Regions from separate parts of the Mus musculus genome. Here all the other regions are linked to region 2. Evidence: chromatin contacts called from public Hi-C and promoter capture Hi-C data. All regions are on one chromosome and are shown on one strand. The core of a region is the stretch at or near the end of the contact, and the rest is flanking DNA. Distances in the headings are between cores, read along the strand shown.

Region 1 (3,965 bases), core at 563-3,062, 680 kb after region 2:
CCCCTGCATCTGGGGTTACAGGGGCTGTGAAACACTGAAATAGGGTTTGGGAGCTGAACCCAGATCCTCTGGAAGCTGAGCCATCTCTTTTCAGGCACAGACATTTGTTGTTATTGTTTGTTTGTTGTTTGTTTTGAGGCAGGGTCTCTCACTGCCTGGATTTATTGATTTGGCTCAGTTAGTTAGGCAGTAATAAGTCTCAGAGATCCATCTGACTCCACCTTCCCAGGGCTAGGATTTCACATACATGCCACTACGGCCAGCATCCATCTCACACTTGCACGACAAACACTTTATGGCAAGTGCGAAGCCATCTTCTCATCCCATGAACATTTTAATAGTCACCATAACCAATCTGTGTTTCAAATCACCATGGAAACTCTATGTGAATGTAGACTCCTGGTCTAGAACAGTCTTCAGGGACAAAGAGCACCTGGTAAACTGGAGCCTAGTGCTCTGGATAGATGAGCATTCCACAGCCTTCTAACTGCCCTCGTCCTCTCTGCTACACTCATGCCTCCTTCTGTCTGGAAGTCAGTATGCCTGACACTCCATCCTACCACCGTGGCATTTCCTGCCATTTCCTAAGTGCCTGGCGCTGCGCTACAATGTGTTTATAAATTATGTCACTTGAGTGCTCATCACTGCCCTAAAAGAGACAATGCTAACCAGTGGGTCCCGTTTTGCATGTGAATAAACTCGGGCCCAGAGACAGAATGATCAACAGCTCCAAGTCCCATAGGGAGTGAGTGGATTACAGGGTTCTATGTATCCACTAGGCCAAGGGACACCTGACTTCATCACTCATGTCCCAACCCCAGCAGTCCCAGAGGGCTGGCCAGAGTCTCTGACCTGAAGCAATAGGTATGGAGCATACACTGATCTGGACTGTGTATCGTTTCACAACCGGCACATTCTGTAATGGCTCAGAAAGGCAAAGGAAGAGCTACCTCATCTATTCCCATGAGGCATTGGGGCATGTGACACAGCATTAAAACTCTTATATAGGGAATCATGAAATTGGGTCCTGGATTTAGATCTACCATCAGCTACTTGTGTGACCCTGGACAGCTTTTTTTTTTCTTCCAGTTTTTTATTAGGTATTTTCTTCATTTACATTTCAAATGCTATCCTGACACCCACTCCTACTTCTTGGCCCTGGTGTTCCCCTGTACTGGGGCATATAAAGTTTGCAAGACCAAATGGCCTCTCTTCCCAATGATGGCCCAACACTATGAACTAACCAGTACCCCAGAGCTCGTGTCTCTAGCTGCATATGTAGCTGAAGATGGCCTGGACAACTTTTTAACCTTGCCTCCTCCTCCCTTAAAATGCAAATCACAGCAACCGTGGTACGCTCGTTTATTACAGGAGTTTTAAAGTTATACCACTGATACTTAAACACAGTTCTGAGGCGGCGGCAATTAGACTCATCCAATTTGGTGATACTTACAACCGTTGTCACCCTCAAGAACCATCCGTCACCTTCAGCAACTATTAGTTATCCTCAGCTGTCATTTGTGACCCTTAACTACCAGCTATCATCATCACCCACTACTTGTCGTTCTCAAATGCCACCTGTTACCCTCAATGGACACTTCAGGCTCCTTTCACCCTCAGCCGGCTCGTCATAAGCCCGGCAAAGTGCGTTTAGGACCGCCCTGCCATCCCAGAATAGGGACCCCGTGGGTGACGACAGCCCTTGCGACCCCAGACCACTCACAGAGGCAGACGACAGCGTGGCTTGTAGAAGCAAGACGAAAGAGCCTCTGGTGCCTTGCTGCCCCCGCTCTAGAGCAAAAGCTGTCAAACTGGCTCCTAAAACCGCTTCCGGGTCTCTCTAGGAAGCCCGGAGGTTCCCTCATCTCTATGATGAGCAAGTGGTTTCTCAGTTTTAAACTGTGCTGAGGCAGTTCCGAGTTTCAGAATCTTTTGAGAGGGTCATCTAGACTCCTCTTCCTACCTTCAGCTTCTGCTTCCAGGCTTCCATCTCTCTGTGTACCTCTATTAATGAGTGCAGAACTGATCGAAGAAGGGGTTTAGCTCAGCCGGTTTCCTTGGATGGGTGGGTGGGCGGATGAATGGACAGACGGGTGGGCAGGTGAGTAGATGGATAGGTGGATGGGTGGGTGGATGGGTATGTGGGCAGATAGAAAAATATATGGGTGGATGGGTATGTGGGTGGGTAGAAAGATGGGTAGGTGGGTGGATGTGTAGGTAAATAGGTATGCGGGTTAAGTATATGGGATGATGGAGAGGTGGTATATGGATAAATAGATGGTGGATAGATGGCTGAGAACATGGATAGATGGGTGTGTGGGTGGATGGATTGATGGACTTCTGGCTGGAGAAAGGATAGACGACAGATGAAGGTCTGTAAGTAAGGGAACAGTCGCTCTCCACGTTTCTTTAAAAATATTTTATTTTAGCTGGGCAGTGGTGATGCACACTTTTAATCCCAGCACTTGGGTGGCAGAGACAGGCAGATTTCTGAGTTCCAGGCCAGCCAGGGCTACACAGAGAAACCCTGTCTCAAAAAACAAAACAAACAAATATATATATATATATATATATATATATATATATATATATATATTATTTATATATATATAATTTTATGTATATGAGTGTTTTGCCTGCACATATGCAACCACATGCCACAGATCTCCTAGAACTGGAGTTACAGGCCAGTTGTGAGCCACCATGTTAAGTGCTGGGATGTAAACCTAGGTCCTCTGCAAGAGCAGGAAGTGCGTTTATCTGCTAAGCCATCTCTCCAGCCCCTCCACTTACTTTTTCAAAGCCTGTTTTTTTCCTGACCTTTGGTTTCTATATGTGGATATGTTTTGTTGTGTTCCTGATTTTGTTTTCCCTGCTCCCTGTTACTATGGCCACTGACTATGTAACAAGCGAAGCCCAACCTTCGTTCCCGAAGGACTTAGAAGCTATGAGGAGAGGAAGCTAGCTTTCTCCTTGTTAGGAACACCATATGCCCTCTCATTAGAGCTGTGGGCTTAAAGAAAGCTGCATAGTATGTGTATATAGCCCAAAGAGACATGTGCCTTATACGGGACCCTGGGTCAGAGAGTTTTGTTCTGGAAACTGGAAAAATGAAGGTTTTTGACTCCAAGTGCTTTCCTTGTTAACAGAACTGGTCCCATATTCAGACTCACTCAAATGGGCTCACATGAATGATGTCATCCACAGCTTGGTTTTCCTCATGTATATACATAAAGTCACAAAGGTAGACACAAGCCCCAGGACATAAAAACAAATGGAGGCCAGAAGAAGAAAGCGAAGATGCTGGTGGGACCCTGACTTTCTTGGCTGCCTGGTCTTCAGCTTCCATCTGGCCGTAGGCCTCAGGAGAGGGAAGATAGGGTTGTATTCAGTGGTCTTTAGGGACAGCTTTTCTGTGGCTCCTTGGGATATTAAAAAAAAAACAAACAAACAAACTTAGAAAAGAAGAAGACGGATGCTCAGGAGCTGGGAGCCCAGCTATGTCCTCTTGAGACCAGCAGCCGTGGAAGAAGGGACCCCTGAGAATTCAATACAGGAGATTGTTTTCCTGTGAGCAATCCCAGGATCCTCCAGGGGATGCCCACATTTCCTGTATGGATAAACACGGAGTGTGCTATATTAAATGTTAATATTATTTTGTCCCCTGAGGACTCTTAGAATATAAACATTTACATCTGAAAGGAAAATTACAGACTTTGTAATTACTCCCCGAGTTCTCACTGCCGGTTAGTAGATTTTGTAAAAGCCCAGATAGGAAATCTATGCTAAAAGTGACCAGAGAAAGAAATTCTCTTAAGCATCGGTTTTCAGGGCAATATGCATTTTATAGGTCATTTAGGAGACAAATGGTGTTGAATGCCAAATTCGGGCCGTGACTTAACTCTTCCTTTTTTTAATTTCATAGAAAACGGAATGAGGTGGGGCATAACCATCTATGAACATTT
Region 2 (4,051 bases), core at 882-3,381:
CACCCAGGTCCACTTGCCCTTAAAGTCCATATTGTCCTTTTAGCCCAGGAATGCTACCTAGGCTTAGGCACAGATTACAATTCTCCGTTAACCCTTGACCTCACTGAAGAAAGCAGATTAGGTAAATAATTACTTTCTTCCTAATCCTCGAAAAACACAGTTTGAGACCTGGGGATGTGGCTTTGGGGGATGGGTGCTTGCCTATCACTGTGGTAGCTCTGAGTTCAGTCTCTACCATTGCACAGCTGGGTTTGGTGGTGCTCGGCAGTCCAGTCGCAGCACTGTGGAAGGATCTGAAGTTGTCATCCTCAGCTACACAGGGGTCTCTCCAGCTTCGCAGTGAGAGCAGACCTCAGAGCAGAAACAGACTGGGGGGGGGGGGGGGGGCGGCACACCTAAATCCCAGCACTCAGAGAGGAAGAGGCAGGTAGACTTCTGTGAGTTCTAGGCCAGCCTGATCTACAGAGAGAGAGAGTTCTAGAATAGGGAAGATTACACAGAGAAACCCAGCCTTGAGAAAACAGAAACAAAACCCCACCATGGTTTGGGGCCTCAGAAAATCTGAGCTGAAACTGAAGATACTGCATTCTCAAACACAATAGCTTGCTTAATATGGGTCAGTGGTGCTATCTGGCACTACACACTAATAGTTAATAAAACTATTCACTGCTAATATGTCAAGCTGCAGGTGACAGGACGACTTCCCAGTAACTCTGAGGTAGCTATTGCCTCGCCTCCACTGTTCTAATGCAGGGCACTGGGGTTCTGAGAAGTTGAGAGACTGTGCCCGAGACCACACAGCTCTAAGAGGAAAAACCAGAATTGAATAATGTCTGTGTTTCAACAAGCACAAGGCTCTGCACCCTGCATAATAAGTGTGCACAATTCTGCCAGTTCAAAGAGGGTAAAAATGAAAAGAACCTGAGTAGTTAAGCAGACCGTGGGAATTGACACATTAGGCAATATTTAACCAAATACCTGGAACTCAGTATGTAGCTCCAGCTGCCCTCGGCCTCACAGCGATCCTCCACCTCAGCAGTGCTGACACGGTTACCGGTGGAAGCCACCCACCATGCCTGGTTTGAAACGGACTGCTTATTTGAGCATTTCTTTACCCTTGTACTCCAGTCAATAACGGTCTGGTGTGTGAAAAACTGGAGAAATTTTAGCAAGAAAGGAAGAAACGTGGCACTCCACACCGAGGAATAACGTGATCAACATTTTGAGTTCCACAGATTTCTGACCCACGGCACTCGCTGAGAGCAGCCGTTCCGATTTGTGCTGCCTGAGTAAGGTCTCCACTACTTGCACATAAAACTGTTTCCCAGCTAACTGTGCAAACGCGTACAATGGGCAGGTCTCCCAGCTATTTCCAGTCCGTCAAACCAGGCTCGTTTGAACCCCAGTACACATCAATGACTCAGACGTTAGAACTTTTCCTGCTGTCTGTAGTTCACAGCTAAAGCTTCCTCACTACGCTTGATTTTGCGGGGGGCGGGGGAGAGAGTAAAAAGCTTATTTCTGTTACTCTGACTTTTCATTCATCTGTATATGCATTCTGCTAAATTTTAGTATGTGTTTCTGCTTAACTTCACTTCGCAGTTCCTCGTAAACAAACTGCTGTTAGGTTCCACAGCAAACCTAAGTGCTCCCCACATTTAGGATCTCGGTGCACCTAAAAGCAAGCTCAGCCCGGCACGAGTGGCCGGTTTACCTGCGGGTCCAGCCGTCCTTCCCTCCCAGCTCCACCTTTCTACCCCGGGTTCAAAGTTTGCTCCTGTACTCTCCCGCCTACTTAGGGAGAAAGGCCGCAGAACCAGGATCCCAAGAGCGAGAAGCGTGGGTAGGGCTATAGGTCGGTCCGGCCAGGAGGCTTGGGAGTAGGGCGGGCAGGAGCGGTGACCACGTGCCCTGCACTTACCCGACAGCAAAGCAGATCCGGTGCGCAGTGAGCGGACGGCGGCGGCGCTCGGTACACAGGGCCGCGGCGAGCAGAAGGTCAGGGCGGTGCGCAGGCTGTAGGCCACAACCCGCAAGCTCCTCGACACTTGCAGCGACATGGTCAGAGGTCCGGAGGGTAACTGCGCTTCGCCTCCGCCACCGGGCCGGTGGGGACGGGGTGGGTCCAGAGTAAGCGGAGCACCCAGGCCCGGGGGCGGAGCCCGGGAGAGGCGCGCTCTGATTGGACATCTTGAAGGTTCCACTTCGGATAGGACAACCCGCGCGAGGGGCGTGTGCATGTGGAGGCGCTGAGGCCCGGATGGGGCTGTGTGAGAGGCGCAGATTGGCTGGGCAGGGAGGAGGCGGGGCCTCACTGGAGGGCGGAGAGTAGAATCTTGCGAATAGAAGCTCCAAGTCCGCAATCTAGGAGTTGCCCTGAACTGCATCGCTGCAGGGGCCAGAGAAAGATTCCAGCAAGGATGGTTTTGCTGGGCTAACGCAGTCTCATGCCACTAAGCCAAAAAGTCCTACGGAAGATGAGGTGCCGCCAGGCCCTTAAAGCACACAGTTACGCCTAACTGCACAAGGTCACCCCCATGGGATTCATTTAAGACCGTTCTAGGCATCAAACCCTGTTTCAAAGAAAGAAAGAGGGAGGGAGGGAGGAAAGAAAAAGGACAGAAAGAGAAAAGGGAGCCGGGCGTGGTGGCGCACGCCTTTAATCCCAGCACTCGGGAGGCAGAGGCAGGCGGATTTCCGAGTAAGGAGTTGTCCATCCTCGGAGTTATCAAGTCAGGGACCTCCATTCCTTATGTTCACTGTCAAGGGAAATGGGTTGGCACCACCAAGACAAAACAGGATTTACCCTGAGGTGGCTGCAGATGTCCTTGGAGAGGGAGAGAAGGCTCCCTGAAAAGGCTCAGTGTCCCTTAGCCAAGAGAAAAGCGTAGGATGTACTGGGGGCAGGGAACCCAGAGTCTGTACAGTGGATGAGGGGAAGGGCGGAACAATATATACTAGAAGCTGTACCAGACATTCAAGCCAAACTAGGGCTGCTGGTGGCAAGGAAGTAGCAGTTAGATAAAAACTCTGGTAGATGACAAAGGTGGTGAGCTTCCATGATGGCCAGCTTCATCTACACCCCCCTGAGCTGAGACAAAAGCCCGGTACCTTAAAAACGGGTGGTACCTTTTAAAATGGGCTGTTTCTTCTCCTGCCAGCCCAGCCAGCCTCCTGCTCAGGGACTGGCTCAAGTAGTTCAAGGCCACATCAGGACCGGCTTACACTTGTAGGCCAGCCAGTGATCCTGTCTTTTCTTTAAACTGACCAGCCCTATAGGGAAGACTCTACAGAGCCAGCAAACAAACAAAGCAACCCAACCCTCAAGAAGAGATTCCAGCCTGGTAGCTGCATGCAGCTTTAATCCTAGCACTCAGGGACAGATCTCTGAATTCAATGTCAGCCTGGTCTATAGTGAGTTCCAGAACAGCCAGGGCTATACCAGACAACCAGAGGAACTCTGTCTCCGAAAACCAAAGATAGATAGATAGATAGATAGATAGATAGATAGATAGATAGATGATGGATGGATGGATAGATAGATAGATTAAACATTTATATATATTAAAAAAAGAGAGACAGAGAGACAGCCGGGGCGTGGTGGCGCACACCTTTAATCCCAGCACTTGGGAGGCAGAGGCAGGTGAATTTCTGAGTTCAAGGCCAGCCTGGTCTACAAAGTGAGTTCCAGGACAGCCAGGACTATACAGAGAAACCCTGTCTCGAAAAACCAAAAACCAAAAACAAACAAACAAAAAAAAAACATAGAGGGTTGATATCTGCCCAGTTCTAGTGCTTTAAGGCTTATTATAAATATAAAGGTTTTATGTCTTTTATTTGGGAACTAGCGGATCTATGGTGGGGTAGAAACCCCCAATTAATATTTACCGAAACAATCCGATGCCTCTGCCTCCTGAGTGCTGGGATTAAAGGTGTGTGCCACCAACCACTAATGCTCTTCTGTTCTTTAAACCTATCAGTTTGTCATTCTTGGTCCCAGCAAGTTAGCAGGATACCTATTAGCATTTAGAAGTCTTGAGAACCACTCAAA
Region 3 (3,741 bases), core at 687-3,186, 560 kb after region 2:
CAGGTGATTGTTTTACTGTGTGCCTGAAGCAGAAATCCCCACCAGCACAGACAATGACCCCTGACCATTCTGCCCCATATCCTTCCCATTAGTGGTATTTGTTGTCAGGAAACTGGGGTGGGTGGGTGGGTGGGTGGAGAGTCTGTTGTCTTCTTGTGCTGTTTCAGATACATGTACAAATATGGCTCTTTCTCTTTGGCTGAACTGAATATATTTGTGTGTGTGTGTATGTGTGTGTATATGTATGTATGTGTGGTGTGTGTATGTGTGTGTGCATGTGTATGTGTGATGTGTGTATGTATGTGTGATTTGTGTGTGCATGTGTGTGTGTGTGTGGGTGTATGTGTGCTGTGTGTGTGTATATGTGTGTGTATGTGTGTGTATGTGTGATATGTGATGTGTGTGTATGTGTGTGTGCATATGTATGTGTGATGTGTATGTGTGATGTGTGTATGTGTGATGTGTGTGTATATGTGTGTATATGTGTGTGTATGTGCATGTGTGTGTATGTGTATGTATGTGTGGTGTGTGTATGTGTGTGTGCATGTGTATGTGTGCTGTGTGTAAGTATGTGTGTATATGTGTGTGTATGTGTGTGTGTATGTGTGATATGTGATGTGTGTGTATGTGTGTGTGCATATGTATGTGTGTAGTGTATGTGTGATGTGTGTGTATATGTATGTGTGCATGTGTATGTGTGTGTATATGTGTATGTGTGATGTGTGTGTATATGTGTGTGTGTGCATGTGTATGTGTGTGTATATGTGTGTGTGTATGGGTGATGTGTGTGTATGTGTCTCGTTTGGCCCATGAACTCCAAGGACTTGTCTTTATCCCCCAGGGCCAGCCTTACAGCCACACCCAGCTTTTATGTAGGTGCTGGGCATCTAAGCTCTGCTCCTCATGCTTGCATAGCAAGCACATTACCCATTGAGCCATCTCCCTGGCCCTGGAATCTAAAACATTTCTGAGAACACGAAGGAAGGCCCGTTTGTGGGGCTAGCAATATATTCTGTCATATTCATGACACAAAGGCTATAGGATTGTCACTTAATCTGGGCATCCCAACCAGTTTCCTAAGCACTGCGTAGCACTCAGAGCAGACTCTTTTAGTCTCCTTCCCCATCCTACCCTGCCCCCCAGTTACAGAGCATTTACTCAAAGAATACCACTTTTTTTTTTTTTTATGCTGTAGTGATGTAATGGCTGAGGATGTGTTATGATTTGAATGGGAAGAGCCCTTCTCCACAGACTCATGTATTGAAGGCCTGGTTCCTAGCTGGTGGTATTCTTTTGGAAGGTTCTAGAAACTTTAGGAGGTAGGAACTAGCTAGAATGTTCCTGGAGTATACCCTTTGGAGTTATATCTTGCCTGGGCCTCTTGTTCATCTGTCTGTCCACCCATCCGTCCATCCGTCCGTCCATCCGTCCGTCCATCCGTCCGTCCATCCGTCCGTCTGTCCGTCCATCTGTCTGTCTGTCTGTGTCCCTTTCCCCTAAATCCTTCTCCTGGCTGAACTCTGCTCTGACACCCCATATCCATCACGAGGGAGTAAAACTTGCAACTGGGAGCCAAAATAAACTATTCTTCCCTAGGGTGTTTATGTGAGGTGTTGTACAGCTGCACCTATCCAGTGTGGTGTGTGCGACATGGTGTAGAGGTGGTGGGGAGATGGCTCATTCGAGAAGTGCTTGCTGGGTAAGCAGGTGGACCGGAGTGTGGATCCCCAGTGTTCACATAGAATCTGAACACAGAATAAGTAGCTGTAACCACAGAGCCGGAGGGGCAGAGGCAGACTGATGCGTGGGGCTCACTGGCTGCCGGTCTAGCTGAATTGGTGAGCTTTCGGGAGAGATTGTTGAGTGGTTAAGAGTACTGGCTTCTTTTAAAGAGGATCTGGGTTGGGTTCCTGGCATGCACATGGTCACTCCCAACTTCCTGAACTCCAGTTTCAGGGCATCCTCTTCTGGCCTTCACGGGCACTGCATGCATGTGGTACACAGGCATACAGGTAAAATAAAAGTAAGTTTAAAAAGTAAAGTGGAGGGCTAGAGAGATGGACTGAGAGGGTAAAGGTTTTTGCTCCCAGTTCTGACAACCTGAATTTTATCTCTGGGACTCACAGGGGGAGAGTTGACATGCACAAGTTGTTCTTAGGTTTGACATGTATGCTGAGACACTCGTGTGAACATACACACACACACACACACACACACACACACACACACACACACACAAAACAAACAGACAGACAGACAGACAAACAAATGTTTAAAAAGCAAGATGGAAAGCAATAGAGGAAGAGACCCAGTGTTGACCTCTGGCCTTTGTGCTCACTAGTTTGTCCAAGGGAACCCTCCATGTACACACACAATCATGTACATAGTCATATAACACACATACACACACTCATGGTAGAATTGGTAGAATGCTGAGTTACCATGTTCTTCTGTGTGTAGTCTGCTTTGCATTGTCATGGAAACAGTAATGAAGTAATCTGTTGAAGCAGTAACTGAAGCTCAGCTCTGTTAGTGTGGTACCAGGCTTTTGAGCTGTCAGCATTAGGTGTCAGAAGGGACCCCATTGAGGGGGGGTTCCAGGTTTTACACATGATGCTCTTCACCATGCAGAGCGGTGGGCGTGCTCTTCTCTTGCTGCTGACCAATGCAAGCCTTTGCTGTTTGTGTGCCGTTTGTGTCGTGTTGGTGCCTGTACTTGAACACCTTACAGGAGGTCTGAGGTCTGGATGGCGCATTTTGGGCAGACGGTAGTGTTGATATCCGGAAAGCAAGAACCTAACGTGTTGGTTTGGAGGTCAGAGGACAAGCTTGTAGGGGTCAGCTCTCTCCTACCATTGTGTAGGTTCTGGGGGTTGGACCCAGGTCATTGGCCTTTACCCACTGAGCCATCTTGCTGGCCCTATACTGTGTTATTATTTATTCATTATTATTATTTATTAGGTATTTTCTTCATTTACATTTCCAATGCTATCCAAAATATTCATTATTTTTTAATGATTCCTGAGTATTGTTCAATTGTATTAAGAATTTAAGAATGGCATATGTTGCAGAGGATGGCCTTGTCATGCAACAATGGGAGGAGAGGTCCTTGGTCCTATGAAGGCTCTATAGAAGCCCCAGTGTAGGGGAACTGAGGGCAAGGAGGTGGGAGTGATGGGTAGGTGGGTGGAGGAACACCCTCATAGAAGCAGGAGGAGGGAGGATGGAATAGGGGGTTTTAGGGGATGGGAAAGGGGATAACATTTGAAATGTAAATAAAGAAAATATCCAATAAAAAAAAAGGGAGAGAAAGAAAAGAAAAGAAAATGACTCCGCAAGATTGGATTGTAAGCCTGGTGGTGGTGCCTCCAGGTTCCTGCCCTGTTTAAGTTCCTGTCCTGACCTCCTCCCATGATGAGCAATAATATGGAAGTGTAAGCCAAATAAACCCTTTTCTCCCCCACCCAAAAGAATTTAAGAATGGATAGGAAACATACATATAAGTTTCTACACTTAGTCTAAACTCCATTAGGAGCTGTTAGGTACAGATATACACCTGCGATCTCAGCGTGTGGGAGGCTGAGGCAGGAGGTTTATGAGCTCGAGGCCAGTCGGTTACACATCAAGATCCTATCTCAATCCCGCTAGCCACCTCCCTGAAGATGATTAGATGCTGTCTTAGTTGGGAACACTACACACACACACACACACACACACACACACACACTCACACACACACAA
Region 4 (3,830 bases), core at 1,094-3,593, 580 kb after region 2:
GCTGAATCTTGTCGCGACTTCCAATGAGCAAGCAATGGCAGGGGACTTGAGGGCTTGAATAAGATGTCCCTCACCCTGGCTGGTGCCAGATCATCCCCAGGGGCCACACCAGGAGTGTTTTCCTGGGTGGCCATTCCTTCTGGATGGGAGGAGGTGACTAGGCTGACCAAACCTGCTGGTCCCCTGGGGGATGAGAACTAAGACTCCCCAGATGGCATCTATGTGGTGGCTCCTAGTGTGGTGGAAGAGTCACAGGAGTTTCCTGTTGGGATGTCATTATCTGATGGTACAAAGTCACCCTAGTATGTGTGTGTGTGTATTCTTGGGTACCATGCTGGTGTCTGGCGAGAAGATGCCGTTAAACGTTCCCCTGTGATACACGTTTTTGAGACATGTTTTACTAAGTTGCTCAAACTGCCATTGAACTCCCTCTTTAGCCCAGGCTGGCCTTGAATTCCTTCTATAGCCCAGGCTGGCCTTGAACTTGCTGTCCTCCTGGCTCAGCTTCCTGAATAGCTGATACAACCATTCTGTACCTTCACACTCTATGTTTGGGCTCTATCATAGTATAGTGATAGAAAGGGACTAGTGATCAGAGAGGGACATTTACCACAAGGTTAACAGCCTGAGGTTGGGCAGTGGCAGCTGCTGGCTCGGGGTGCTGGGCATGCATACCACGCCTGACAGCATGGAACACTGAATGCAGGTGATGGAGGAGAGAGGTTCTGTTTGCTTAGCCTGAGTGAGCTCTTAAGACCCAAGGATGTTAAACACAGTGGGCAGTGAATTCTGTTGGGCAGTCTGAGGACGGCTTGCTGGGACTGCTAAAAGCTTTCCTCCTACCACTAGTGTCCTAGCGATCAGATTTTAGGTTGTTGGGCTTGGTGGCAGGTACCTTTACCCTCAGGCCACCTTACCATCCCACATTTGAACCCCTAGCATCTTGGGATTCTAAACTTCTTTAGGAAGATCCTGGTCTCTGCCCAGCCAGAAAGCAGCCTCCAGTTCTATTAGCAAGTGCTCATGTCTTTTGATAAACGCGTGTGCTTTGCAGGGGAAGGAGAGAAGGGCCATTCAGGCCCTTTGAGGTACCCAGGGAGCCAAGGTGTTTGCACTAAGCATCCTGCACTTGTGGTGTTGCTTCTTGGTTCTCCCCCCACCTCCACCCCCACAGCCGAGGACGGAACCCCGGGCTAGTGCTCTACCACTGAGCTAAATCCTGAACCCCATGCTCTATGCTGTTAACAACCTTCCATTCAGGGAACTCACAGCCTGCTGGCTATTTTGGTGTCTGTGGTCTGGGGAGACTTGTTAGCTAGCCACAGTCCTGTGTTGCTGAAGTAGGGCCTCACCATCCTGTTTCAGTCTGTCTTTGGGCTTTTGTTCTTTCTGACACACCCCCGTCCCCGTCCCCCCACCCCCACCCCACCCCGTGTCCCTTCCTACCCAATCACACATTCATCTCAGACACAAGGAGAGACACTGGGGAATGTCTGAAACCCAGAAGGCATTGGCCAGCATCGGGTCTGTGGTATCGTTCATCTTGTTGCCTGTGGATATTTGAGGTTTCGGAGAATGTAGCAGAAGAAAGGTCACTGCATGCTGTGGTTTTTTATTAAGGAAATGTTTCTGGAATGTCCAGCATTGTACTGAATCTGCTAGTGGGGCTGGATTTGTCTATCGGGGTGGCTCTGCCTGGCTGACCCCTGGGGGAGGGGATGCGAGGTGTCCATCTCAGTTCTTTTGCCCAGGTTGAGTGATTTGGAAATTGACCCTGGTTCTCATGAGCTCTGGAGACCTGGGATCGTCTTGAAGTCATCCTGAGCCTGTGTGTCCTCTTCTCTATGTGACAGTGACATCATATGGCTTGCAGGGTGGGGCAGGTTAGAGGACCATACGGGGACGAGGCTGTTAGAATAAACTACCAGAAACTGGAGGCTTCCTGCAGCGAAGAACACTGCACTAAGCACACAACTGACTTCATGTGGTCCTGTTTCCAAACCTGCGCGGTGTATAACTTTTGGGACCCTCCTTTCATGGATGAGGCTGTATAAAGAAGACACGTGACTTGTCACCTTGGCTGAGCCAGGGGAGACACCCCAGTAGGCTGGCTATACTGTATAGTTACTTTTCTCGTTGCTGTGACCAGAAGAAACTATTTCAACTGGGCAGGCTTTATTCTGGCTTAGACTTAGAGGGGCTATAGCCCATCATATTTGGGAAGAGATGGCAGCCTGTGGGAACAGCACAGTGACAGGAATCGGAGCTGGTCACATGGCCTCTCTCGTCAGGAACAGGAAGTGGGGCTGGACTATAAAACCTCAAAGCCCACCCCTAGCGACCTACTTCCCCTAGCAAGCCTCTTATCTCTGGAAGGTTCCACAGCCTTTCCAGACAATGCCATGACCTGGTAACCCAGGTGTTCAAACACATGAACCCGTGTGTGTGTGTGTGTGTGTTGGGGGGGGCGGCATTTCATAATTAAACTGTTAACACTGGCATAGTCCACCACAGTCCCTGGCTGTTTCATACTGACACCCGTGGCCTAGTGCTCTGAGTTCTTAGCAGATCATAGTCTGTCGTTACTTTTATTGATAAAGTTTCATTGCAATACAGCTATGCTCATTTTCCTGTATTTGGTCTGTGGCTGCGTTCACACGGTGGTGACTGCTGAGTGAGGATAGCGGGTGACCCATGCAGAAGGCATCTGCTCGCCCCTGGCAAAGACCATGCCAGGATGGAGCCTTATTTATGTGGCTCTGAATGACATAGGTTTGACATTGGGTCCAGTCTTTGATCACCTTGACTAGGTCCTGAGGAGGACCTTGCCTGTCCTTTGGTGACTTTGTGTTATCTTCGACATCTTTAAGGAGCTATGGGCTCAGGATCTGAACAAAGTCCGGGAGCGGATGACCAAGTTTATCGACGACACAATGAGAGAGACCGCAGAGCCCTTCTTATTTGTGGATGAGGTGAGTGGGCTGGGGCATGTCACGTGAGCAGGACTTCCTTTATCCCTTCCCCTCGGAAGGTGTCACTGTCAGGTGTCCGGGGGACTGACTCCGTGTAAGGAGTGGTTTTCCCAGGGTGGGGATTAATCCTGCTTTTCATTTTCCTGATTCTTACCTGGGTGGGATTACCTGTTTCGCCACTAGAGGGCGTTCGCCATCAGGGAGAAGCCAACTGAACTTGACAAATGTTTGATGGTTGTGTGAGCCATTTATAGAGGACACTTCTTTTTACAGGTGGCCGGGGAGGATCAGAAGGGACATGGCTTGTCACTTGCTCGCTGGGGCTGTTTATGGCAGTAAAATGTACCTCTGAGCCAGTCGGTGTTTCTGATTTATTATTATTATTATTTAAATGCTAGGAGTGGGTAGATGGGAAAGTCCCTGGGCCCCTTCTCGGCCTCCTTGTTTTTGCCATGGTAGGAACTGAACCCAGGACCTTCTGCATGCTAGGCAGGGGTTCTACCACAGACCTATAACAGTGGGACTCTTTGTAATGTTTATTTTGTCCCTCCACCCGGCCCCCAGGAGGTCAGAGGACAGACAGCCTTAAGTGTAGGTCCTAGTATGCATCCTTATTTGAAGCAGGGTCTCTTTATGCTGGGCTCCCAGACCTTGGAGCTTCTGGGGTTTTCCCCATCTCCATTTTACATCACAGTAGAGGAACCATGAAGCCATCTCTCCAGCCCTCTTCTCTTTTCTTATTATTTATTTATTTATTTATTTATTTATTTATTTTAAAGCTTCCAGGAGTTGGGACAGGAAACTCTGTCCCTTTCTCTCTGTTTCCCTTTTATCTTCAGTTTTTTTTTTTTTTTTTAA
Region 5 (3,896 bases), core at 368-2,867, 540 kb after region 2:
GACCTTGAAAAGCAGGCACCCAGGCAGAAATTCTCCTCTAGAGGCCTCCTTATGGACTCTTGTAGACACCCGGAAATCTCTTGCCCGAGAGATGGTTTGATTCAGCATCTCTTGCTCTCAAACTCCCTCCCTTCTTCTGCCCTAAAACCAGACAGGAGGATGTGCGAACGAGCATCATGTTGGAGCTGCCAACCTGGAGTTTTGCAGCCTTCGGGGATGGCTCTGTGGCTTCCTCTGGGTCCCGGGTTCTGGGCAGTCACTGCCTGTTCTGGGATGGCTGGAGTTTGTTTTCAGATGGGCCCTGATGTTCTAATGGGCTTGGTGAGGCTTTGCTAGCTGTTATACACCCTGCCTGTGCTGGGCTGGCCCTCCAGACTTTCATTTGAGCCCCAGGAAGTGGCTGTGTAGAGAAAAGCACAGAGGAGGGTGGGGGAGCTATGGGTCACTGGTGCGCAAAACCCCAAAATAGATCATCTTCTAAGTCGCCAAGCCCGGGGGGGCGGGGAGGGGGCAGCCGCAGATGCTTTACATAATCTCCTACCCAGAAGGAAAGGGTTTTTCTTTTCTTTTTTTTTTTTTTGTTTTTTGTTTATTTGTTTGTTTGTTTTGTTTTTTTGAACAAAAGAATCCCCAAGGAACTTGAAAATATCCCGGTGTTTGGTTCAGAGCATCACAAAATGAGAGCCAGAGAGGCTCAGGTTCAAATCCCCAACCTACCATTTGCAAGCCGTGTGACTTGGTCTGAGCCACAATGATGAAGAAGATGAGAGCAGACCTTCCAGTATGTATGAAGCGCAGCTTACGTTGTATTTGATACATGGTGGATAGGCTGTGTGGAGTTTCCCTGTCTCTCTTCCATTTTCTTTTCTCCTCTCCTCTTGGTCCTGGACTTGTACTTGGTTCCTGGTAGCTTCATCATTGCGGCTGGCAGGGAGGAGATGGGACAAATATCTCCTCTCTTGCAGGCCACTGGCCTGGGAGGGAAGGTTGCAGGCATGAATAGTCACTTCTGTAACCTCCTCCCCCAGACCCCCAAAACCTGTGAGCCTGAGATGCTCCTTGGCTCAGGCTGTGCGTACAGGCAAGTGAGGCTCACTGAGCGGGGAGAGGCTCCTGAGCTATGAAGGTAGATCCAGTGTGCTCAAGAGGCCTGGTGACAAGCAGATCAGGTGAGCCATGGCATAGGGACAGGAAGAGAGGGTGGAGTGGGTACAGAATGGGACTGTGTATCAAGGAATCTGGGCTAGGTTTGTAGCTCAGCACAGTGCTTGTCTTACACATATAAAGAAAAGAAGGACCAGACTATGGGTCTCCTGAGCCTCAGGGAGTAGCCAGGCTCCGAGCGCCCCTGATTTCAGCCCAACAAGAAGCCATAGGGTATGTGGGACTTTGTGGTAGTGTGGAGAGGCAGAGACAGGGTGCTGAGGTTGTTCAGTGCTTGCTAGGTAACTCAATTGCTGGTCAAATCTTGGTATTTCTGCACCATACCCCCCCGACTTGAACAGTCTATTCTCTGAGGCCCAAGTGTCTGGTGTTCTGAAGCTAATCCTGTAGGCAGGCTTGTATGGCCACGTAGCAGAGTCCTGTGGTTAAGCTAGCACCTGCTGCAGAACTGTTTCTTTGAGCTGGTGGCAGGCTCTATATTAGCCAGGTTCTACATTGTTCTGTCTGCCACCAGCTGCCTTACCCAGCCGGGGTCAGGGTCAGGGTGAGCTGAGGGTAGGGGTGTGGAGAGGGTGCTCTTGGGGTAATGTCTCGTTTTTTTTTTTTCCCCTCTGTGGTATGAGCTTCAAGTTGTAAAGTTCTTGCCGAGTGTGGTGACAAATGTAATCCCAACACCCAGGGACTTTGAGGCCAGCATGGGCCCCAGGTTAGTCTGGGCTACAGAAGAAGACCTAGTTTTAAAAAGAAGGGTTGGGGCTGGGGAGGAGATGGCTCAGTAGGCAAGGTGCTCACATTGGAAGTGTCAGGACTGGGATTTAGATCGATAGCACTTTCATACATGCTGAGCAGCGGATGAGTGTGGTGGTCTGCCTGTAATTCCTGGGCTCAGAGGTGGAGAGAGGTCCTCAATGCAAGCTGCTGGCTAGACTAGCTGTCCTTGCAAGCTCTGTGTTCAACTGAAAGATCCTGCCTCAGTGAATAAGGTGTGGAGTGACAGAGGAAAATGCCTAACATCTGGCGTCCTTGCACACACACACACACACACACACACACACACACACACACACACTATACATATATGCAAAAGAACAGGAGGGAAGGTCTGGGGATCTCAGTGGGTGAAGTGTTTGTTATCCAAGCATGAGAACCTGAGCTCAGATCCCAACACCCACATAAAAAAGCCCGCCACGGTGTCACAGGTCTATAAGCACAGTACTGAGGGATTAGAGACAGAAGGATTCTCGGGGTGTGCTGGTGAGCCAGGCTATCTGAATGAGTGAGCTCCAGGTTCAATAAGAGAGCTTATCTCAGAAACTGATGTGGGGAGTGGCAGATAAAACCAGTGAAAGTGAGCCTTTGGCTGCTTCACACTTATGTGTAAGCAGGTTCTTGTGCACACACAGGCATATACTACATATACTTAGACATATTAGCATACAAGATACATATACATATATATATATCACACACACACACATATATAAATCAAACTAGAAAAGCTGTTATTTCTGCTTTCTTGGGGGTGGGAGCCTTTGAAAGTCCATCAACTTCTGCAGAAGAGGCAATCCTAGGCTTGGTAGGACACTTCAGGCCTGGCTCTTTGCTGTGACTGCATTTGGCTGGGTCATGACCCTCTTGTATGTGTCTTACATGCCATACATTAGGTACTAGAATTAAAGAGTAAAGCCACAGCTGAGGGGACATCCCACGTCGGGGGCATCCCATTTATTGCCACCTGGTGTCCTTTACTCTCCTTGTCCTTTCTCATGACACCACCTTCATTGGTGAACACCGACTCCCAAGGGTCATGCATTTGGGATTAAGGAGGATGTCCTGAGCTGGGGCGAGATGGACCTGGATGAAGAAAAGAAATTCAAAGATGTTGGCTCTGAACATGGCAAAAGTAGCCATGGGACAAAGAAGGAGAAACACTGTCCTTGCTTCAAAAGACATCAGACAGATTACAGTGTTTGAATCCCTCTCTCAAGTGATCTTAGATAAGGCTTATAGCTTTGTTCTTGCTGCTTTTGAGCCTAGCCTGGTCTTAAACTCACTATGTAGCTGAGGTTGACCTTGAACCTCTGATCCTCCTGTCTGCTGGGATTATAGGTGTAAGTGCCTACACCTGGTGTGTGCAGGGCTGGGGATTGAACCCAAGGCCATTCGTGAGTGCTAGGCAAGCACTCTACCAACTGAGCTATATAGATGCAGGGCTGCCTTGGAGAAGGCTTGCTCATCTTTCAAGCTATGTTCTGGGGCTGTGGTGGAGCTCGGTGGTAGAACCCTTGCCTCCTGAGCTCATGTAGGGCCTCCCCCAGCTCTACAGTGAAAAAGAGAGCAAGTCTGTTTCCGGCTCTGCTCAGCCGTGTTTGAGATCTTTCGTGCCTCGCCTCAGTTTCCTCTTGGGTATGGTGGGAAATCATAACAGCGGCTACGTTTTAGGGGGTTTTAACATATGCACTACCACATACGGAGCAGTTACAGAATGGCCATCTGTCCCCCGAGGTGTCATGGGGCAGGGGCTGGGGGACACGTTGTGTCCTGTCCACTACCAAATGTCATGCATGATAGGTGAAATTACTTGTTAACCAGATCCTTGGTCCTTGAAAAATCCCGATACTTCTTGATGAATCTACCCATTTTACAGATGCAATTGAGTCTCAAAAGGCAGGAGGTGCTTTCTGAAATCACCCAGTGAGCAGGGCCTTGGTTGTGGTTTTCTAGGACAACTT
Region 6 (3,799 bases), core at 1,248-3,747, 650 kb after region 2:
ATGAAGATACAGTAAAGACACTAGTCTAACTGGAGTAGAGAACACAGGTGAGAGCAGAGAATAATCAAACACGAACAATACACTAGACCATCAAGCCATAAAGAGTAAACCAACCCACTATTGCATATGCCAGAAAGATTTTTGCTGAAGGGACCCTGATATAGCTGTCTCATATGGCAAATACAGAAGTGGATGCTCACAGTCACCTATTGGATGGAACACAGGGCCCCCAATGGAGATGCTAGGGAAAGTACCCAAGGAGCTAAAGGGGTCTGCAACCCTATAGGTGGAACAACAATGAACTAACCAGTACCCCCAGAGCTCATATCTCTAGCTGCATATGTAGCAGAAGATGGCCTAGTTGGCCATCATTGGGAAGAGAGGCCCCTTGGTATTGCAAACTTTATATGCCTCAGTACAGGGAAATGCCAGGGCCAAGCAGGGGGAGTGGGTGGGTAGGGGAGCAGGGTGGAGGGAGGATATAGGGAACTTTCGAGATAGCATTTGAAATGTATATAAAGAAAATATCTAATGAAAAATAAATAACAAAAAAGAGCAAACCAACCAACCAACCAAACAAACAACCAATCAAAATAAAAGAGTATCTCAAATGAGGTAATTTTTTAAAAATCACAGGAATAAGTCCCTATTTTCCACCAATAACTTGAGTGTAAATGGTCCCAGTTGCTCATTTACAATATGTATGCACAGACTGGCTGAAAGGGTTATGACCCAACACTGTGCTGAGAGGACAAAAAAAAAAAAGAATTCAAAATCAAAATCAATTGTAGTTGAGTAGTTGTGCTCACAACTGACAGAGCAGACTTTCAGACAGACAGTGAGACAGGAAAAGATGGTCACTGAGTTGTGGTCAAGAGAGCAAACCAACAGGATAGCATTACAAGACTATGGATAACTCAATGTTAAAATGATTTGATTTTAAAGTGTGTGTGTGTGTCTGTCTGTCTGTCGGTCTCTGTGTCTCTGTATGAGTGTGTCTGTATGTGTGTATGTGTGTGCAGTGTCCCCAGAGGCCAGAAGAGGGCGTTGGGTCCCCTAAGCTGGAGTTACAGGTGCTTGTGAGTGGCCCAATGTGGATGCTGTACACTGAATTTCAGTCCTCTGCAAGAAGGATAATGTGTTCTCAATGGCTGAGCCAACACTCCAGCCTAAGATCTAAGATTATATGTATGTAGTATGTATGTATGTATGTATGTATGTATGTATGTATGTATAAACACAGGTAGACCTACAGACAAGCTCCCGTAAATGATACTTGGGCATTTACATCCTATCCTTACTAATGGATTCACTATTCAAACCCTTTCAAAAGAGCAACAAAGAAGCATAAATTATTCTATAGGTCAAAGCACTCAACCGAAATGCATAGAACACTCTATCCAGCAGCCGCAGAGTGGGGATTCTTTTAAGTAGCACATGGAACCTGCTCCAAAGTGGAGCATGTATTAAATCACAAAGCAAAACACTCACACCGTGGAGCCCTCAGAGACCTGCCGGGAACAGGACTTCTGCGAGGCGTGATCTCCATCCTTACCAGGGCTGGCCCTCAACAAAACTGCACTTCCTAAATTAGCAGAATAACGAGAGCCATCAGCACAATGGGAAAGACAGTGTGTTGCTTAGAGCTGTCACGTTGATTTTTCCAGGGACAGCCATTGGAAGGAAGAGCTACCTAGAGACCGACATTCAAATTACATGCTCAGCTCCGAGGAAACGGAAAAACAAAATATTTACCATTAAGAAACGAAAACAAATAGTGCTTTGGGAGTTAGGAGTGCCTACTTTACTAAAACACAAACGTCCACTCGAATGCATTGAAAATGTCTTAAAAAAAAAAAACATGGAAATGCTCTCTGGGTTGCTGGCTGAACTATATATAGCACCTATGAGCAATCTTGCTATGACCTCAGTGTTGATACTGGGAGTTTTATCAATGTAGCATTGTGTGACACAATCTGTATCAATATTTATTCTTCTGCAAAATGGCTGCTTATGGGAGGAATTTGCCCAAATGGTCACAGTCTGATAGATGGCTGTTATTCTTTGTTTGTTATAGATACAGTCAGAAACTGGGCGCCTGGGTTTCACCCTGTGTCTTTCCTCGTATTTATCTGTGTTTCATGAAGTACATCCTTTTAGACTGCCCCACATCAGAAGACCCACTCTCCAACCAGCCAGTCGGTCTAGTTGCTGGCAACCTCAGAGAATCACTGACAAAGGTAACACTTTCTTTAGCAAGGGAAATTCTACACACAGTGATGGCTGAATACTATTGCAATCCAGAATTTAGGGTTTCTTAGTGCATTCTACTATAAATATACAAAATAGGTCTTCTCCCCTCAAAGCTGGTTTATAGTTATACCAATTTTAATTTTTATATGTGTATGAGTGTTTTGTGTGCATGTATGTAGGAATGCCACATGCATGCAGTGCCTATAGAGGCCAGAAGAGGGCAATAGATCCCCAGAACTGCTGTGAGTTGCCTTGGTGTTGGGGACCAAACTTGGCTTCTCTGTAAGAGCTGACAGTGCTCCTATCCACTGAGCCATCTCTCTAGGCCCTGAATTTATACTGTTAAAAAACATTCTCTCATTTGGGCACGCAATATATGTCACAGCAGGTTGAAAGGCCGGTACCTCTGCCTTCATTTTATATCCCACCATTGCTGTTTTTAACTCTGAGTGCAAGACAGGTTACTTACTGGCTGGGTGGTGGTGTTTACAAGACAACTGGTAGGAGCTATCTCATCTTATCTCTCTTCAAGGCCAAAGGTACCTAGACACACAGAGGTGGGGCCCGGGGAGGGGCAGGGAAGGGTTTCAGAGGCATCTAAGGTCTCCAGTCCTGAGCCAGAAGTCACCCCGGATTACAGGAACAACAGCCACATGTCAGGCTACCCTCTAAAAGAGGGCAGATATCGCTGGTGGGGAGGTGTGCCCTGGAGCAGGGCCTAGAAGCTTGTGTTTTTTAGCTTGCTCCATCCAAAGAGGACAGTGATAACCCGTTCAACAACCTTGCAGAGGCAGAACTGAGGTACAGAGCAAGCCAGCTCACACCTCAATCTGCAGTGCTTTGTCACGCACAGCTCTTGCACCCCGCCCTAGTTTGTCTACTATTTAAACGGAAAGTTCAGGTCAGTTCCCCGAAGATAGGCTTGGGGGGCCGGGAGGGGGGTGTCACTGGACCCCATTCTCAGTTGTTCTACTCAACGTGGCCACATTGGTTAAACTTCCCTGTTCTGTTCCTTCATTAGTTGGGACATATTGGGATGGACAGATGGCTGAGCCCAGTCCACAGGACCCCACCCCCACCCCCGAGCTTGTACCTTTGCGCTAAAATTCCAGTAGTGGGGTTGGGGGGGGGGCGGACACAGAGTTCCAGAAAGTTGCTCAGGTGAAGCCAGAGCCTTACAGACAGACACACATCCTAAACAGGTGAACGACCTGGAATGTCTGTCTCTCTGCATCTTCCACAAACCCTTAAGGTGCCATAGCCAGGGGCTATCTGGAGGTGGGTCCTATGGGCTGAATTTGTGCTGCTCCTGAGCCACGATGTTCCATACCTTCTCAGTTTTAGACTCATGGATATTTCGCAGTACTGCCTTGGCAGGTGGGGTGACCGGGACATAAACACCTGAGAGGTGCAGACTGCTTCATGGGAAGGAATTGGAGGGTGCTGCTACCGAGAATCAGCCTTCTGAGACCAGGTATATGAAACGCCCTGTGTGGCTCTGGAGGCATGCCAGGGCTGAGGACAGCAGGAAACAGATTGTTTGATA

What was found. Promoter capture Hi-C pulls out the DNA fragments that hold promoters and counts their contacts. A called contact is a pair of places that touch in the nucleus more often than the background predicts.
Region 1: a contact with region 2 is called in a promoter capture Hi-C map of neutrophils. The contact joins the promoter of Sdr42e1 here to the promoter of Gcsh in region 2. A contact is called at or near these places in 2 of 39 promoter capture datasets (liver and neutrophils) and 1 of 115 datasets of contacts at active chromatin or transcription factors (bone marrow-derived macrophages).
Region 3: a Hi-C map of bone marrow-derived macrophages shows a contact between it and region 2, with 16 read pairs. The contact joins the enhancer-like site here to the promoter of Gcsh in region 2. A contact is called at or near these places in 10 of 39 promoter capture datasets (the 3T3-L1 cell line, the C10 cell line, the HPC-7 cell line and 7 more), 2 of 484 Hi-C or Micro-C datasets (both in bone marrow-derived macrophages), 7 of 115 datasets of contacts at active chromatin or transcription factors (the 230-238 cell line, bone marrow-derived macrophages, embryonic stem cells and 3 more) and 3 of 9 other capture datasets (adipose tissue, liver and macrophages).
Region 4: a contact with region 2 is called in a promoter capture Hi-C map of the HPC-7 cell line. The contact joins the enhancer-like site here to the promoter of Gcsh in region 2. A contact is called at or near these places in 12 of 39 promoter capture datasets (the C10 cell line, the HPC-7 cell line, HPC-7-derived erythroid cells and 9 more), 2 of 484 Hi-C or Micro-C datasets (bone marrow-derived macrophages and cortical neurons), 4 of 115 datasets of contacts at active chromatin or transcription factors (bone marrow-derived macrophages, embryonic stem cells, large pre-B cells and 1 more) and 2 of 9 other capture datasets (adipose tissue and liver).
Region 5: a contact with region 2 is called in a promoter capture Hi-C map of pre-B cells, with 2.2 times the contacts expected there. The contact joins the enhancer-like site here to the promoter of Gcsh in region 2. A contact is called at or near these places in 1 of 39 promoter capture datasets (pre-B cells), 2 of 115 datasets of contacts at active chromatin or transcription factors (bone marrow-derived macrophages and microglia) and 3 of 9 other capture datasets (adipose tissue, liver and macrophages).
Region 6: a contact with region 2 is called in a promoter capture Hi-C map of liver, with 2.4 times the contacts expected there. The contact joins the enhancer-like site here to the promoter of Gcsh in region 2. A contact is called at or near these places in 1 of 39 promoter capture datasets (liver) and 2 of 115 datasets of contacts at active chromatin or transcription factors (the 230-238 cell line and bone marrow-derived macrophages).

Annotation. Positions count from the first base shown.
Region 1 is chr8:117,671,877-117,675,841 of GRCm38.p6, forward strand. It overlaps Sdr42e1 (short chain dehydrogenase/reductase family 42E, member 1), which reads right to left and starts at 1,813. Exons shown (of 3, transcript NM_001357273.1): 1 at 1,724-1,813. It also overlaps the pseudogene Gm31717.
Region 2 is chr8:116,991,367-116,995,417 of GRCm38.p6, forward strand. It overlaps Gcsh (glycine cleavage system protein H (aminomethyl carrier)), which reads right to left and starts at 2,132. Exons shown (of 5, transcript NM_026572.4): 1 at 1,922-2,132. The coding sequence starts at 2,060.
Region 3 is chr8:117,548,780-117,552,520 of GRCm38.p6, forward strand. All of the region lies in intron 2 of Plcg2 (phospholipase C, gamma 2), which reads left to right. Among named protein-coding and RNA genes, the nearest start is that of Plcg2, 52 kb to the left of the region's middle. Within about 2 kb of position 1,937, at least 1 of the 459 cell types and tissues checked has an H3K27ac peak or open chromatin away from gene starts, as enhancers often do. A contact at or near this core is called in bone marrow-derived macrophages, where this site is marked.
Region 4 is chr8:117,574,953-117,578,782 of GRCm38.p6, forward strand. It overlaps Plcg2 (phospholipase C, gamma 2), which reads left to right. Exons shown (of 33, transcript NM_172285.2): 10 at 2,871-2,972. Among named protein-coding and RNA genes, the nearest start is that of Plcg2, 79 kb to the left of the region's middle. Within about 2 kb of position 2,344, at least 15 of the 459 cell types and tissues checked have an H3K27ac peak or open chromatin away from gene starts, as enhancers often do. A contact at or near this core is called in the HPC-7 cell line, where this site is marked.
Region 5 is chr8:117,527,739-117,531,634 of GRCm38.p6, forward strand. All of the region lies in intron 2 of Plcg2 (phospholipase C, gamma 2), which reads left to right. Among named protein-coding and RNA genes, the nearest start is that of Plcg2, 31 kb to the left of the region's middle. Within about 2 kb of position 1,618, at least 37 of the 459 cell types and tissues checked have an H3K27ac peak or open chromatin away from gene starts, as enhancers often do. A contact at or near this core is called in bone marrow-derived macrophages, microglia and pre-B cells, where this site is marked.
Region 6 is chr8:117,643,729-117,647,527 of GRCm38.p6, forward strand. No RefSeq gene overlaps it. Among named protein-coding and RNA genes, the nearest start is that of Sdr42e1, 28 kb to the right of the region's middle. Within about 2 kb of position 2,498, at least 27 of the 459 cell types and tissues checked have an H3K27ac peak or open chromatin away from gene starts, as enhancers often do. A contact at or near this core is called in liver, where this site is marked.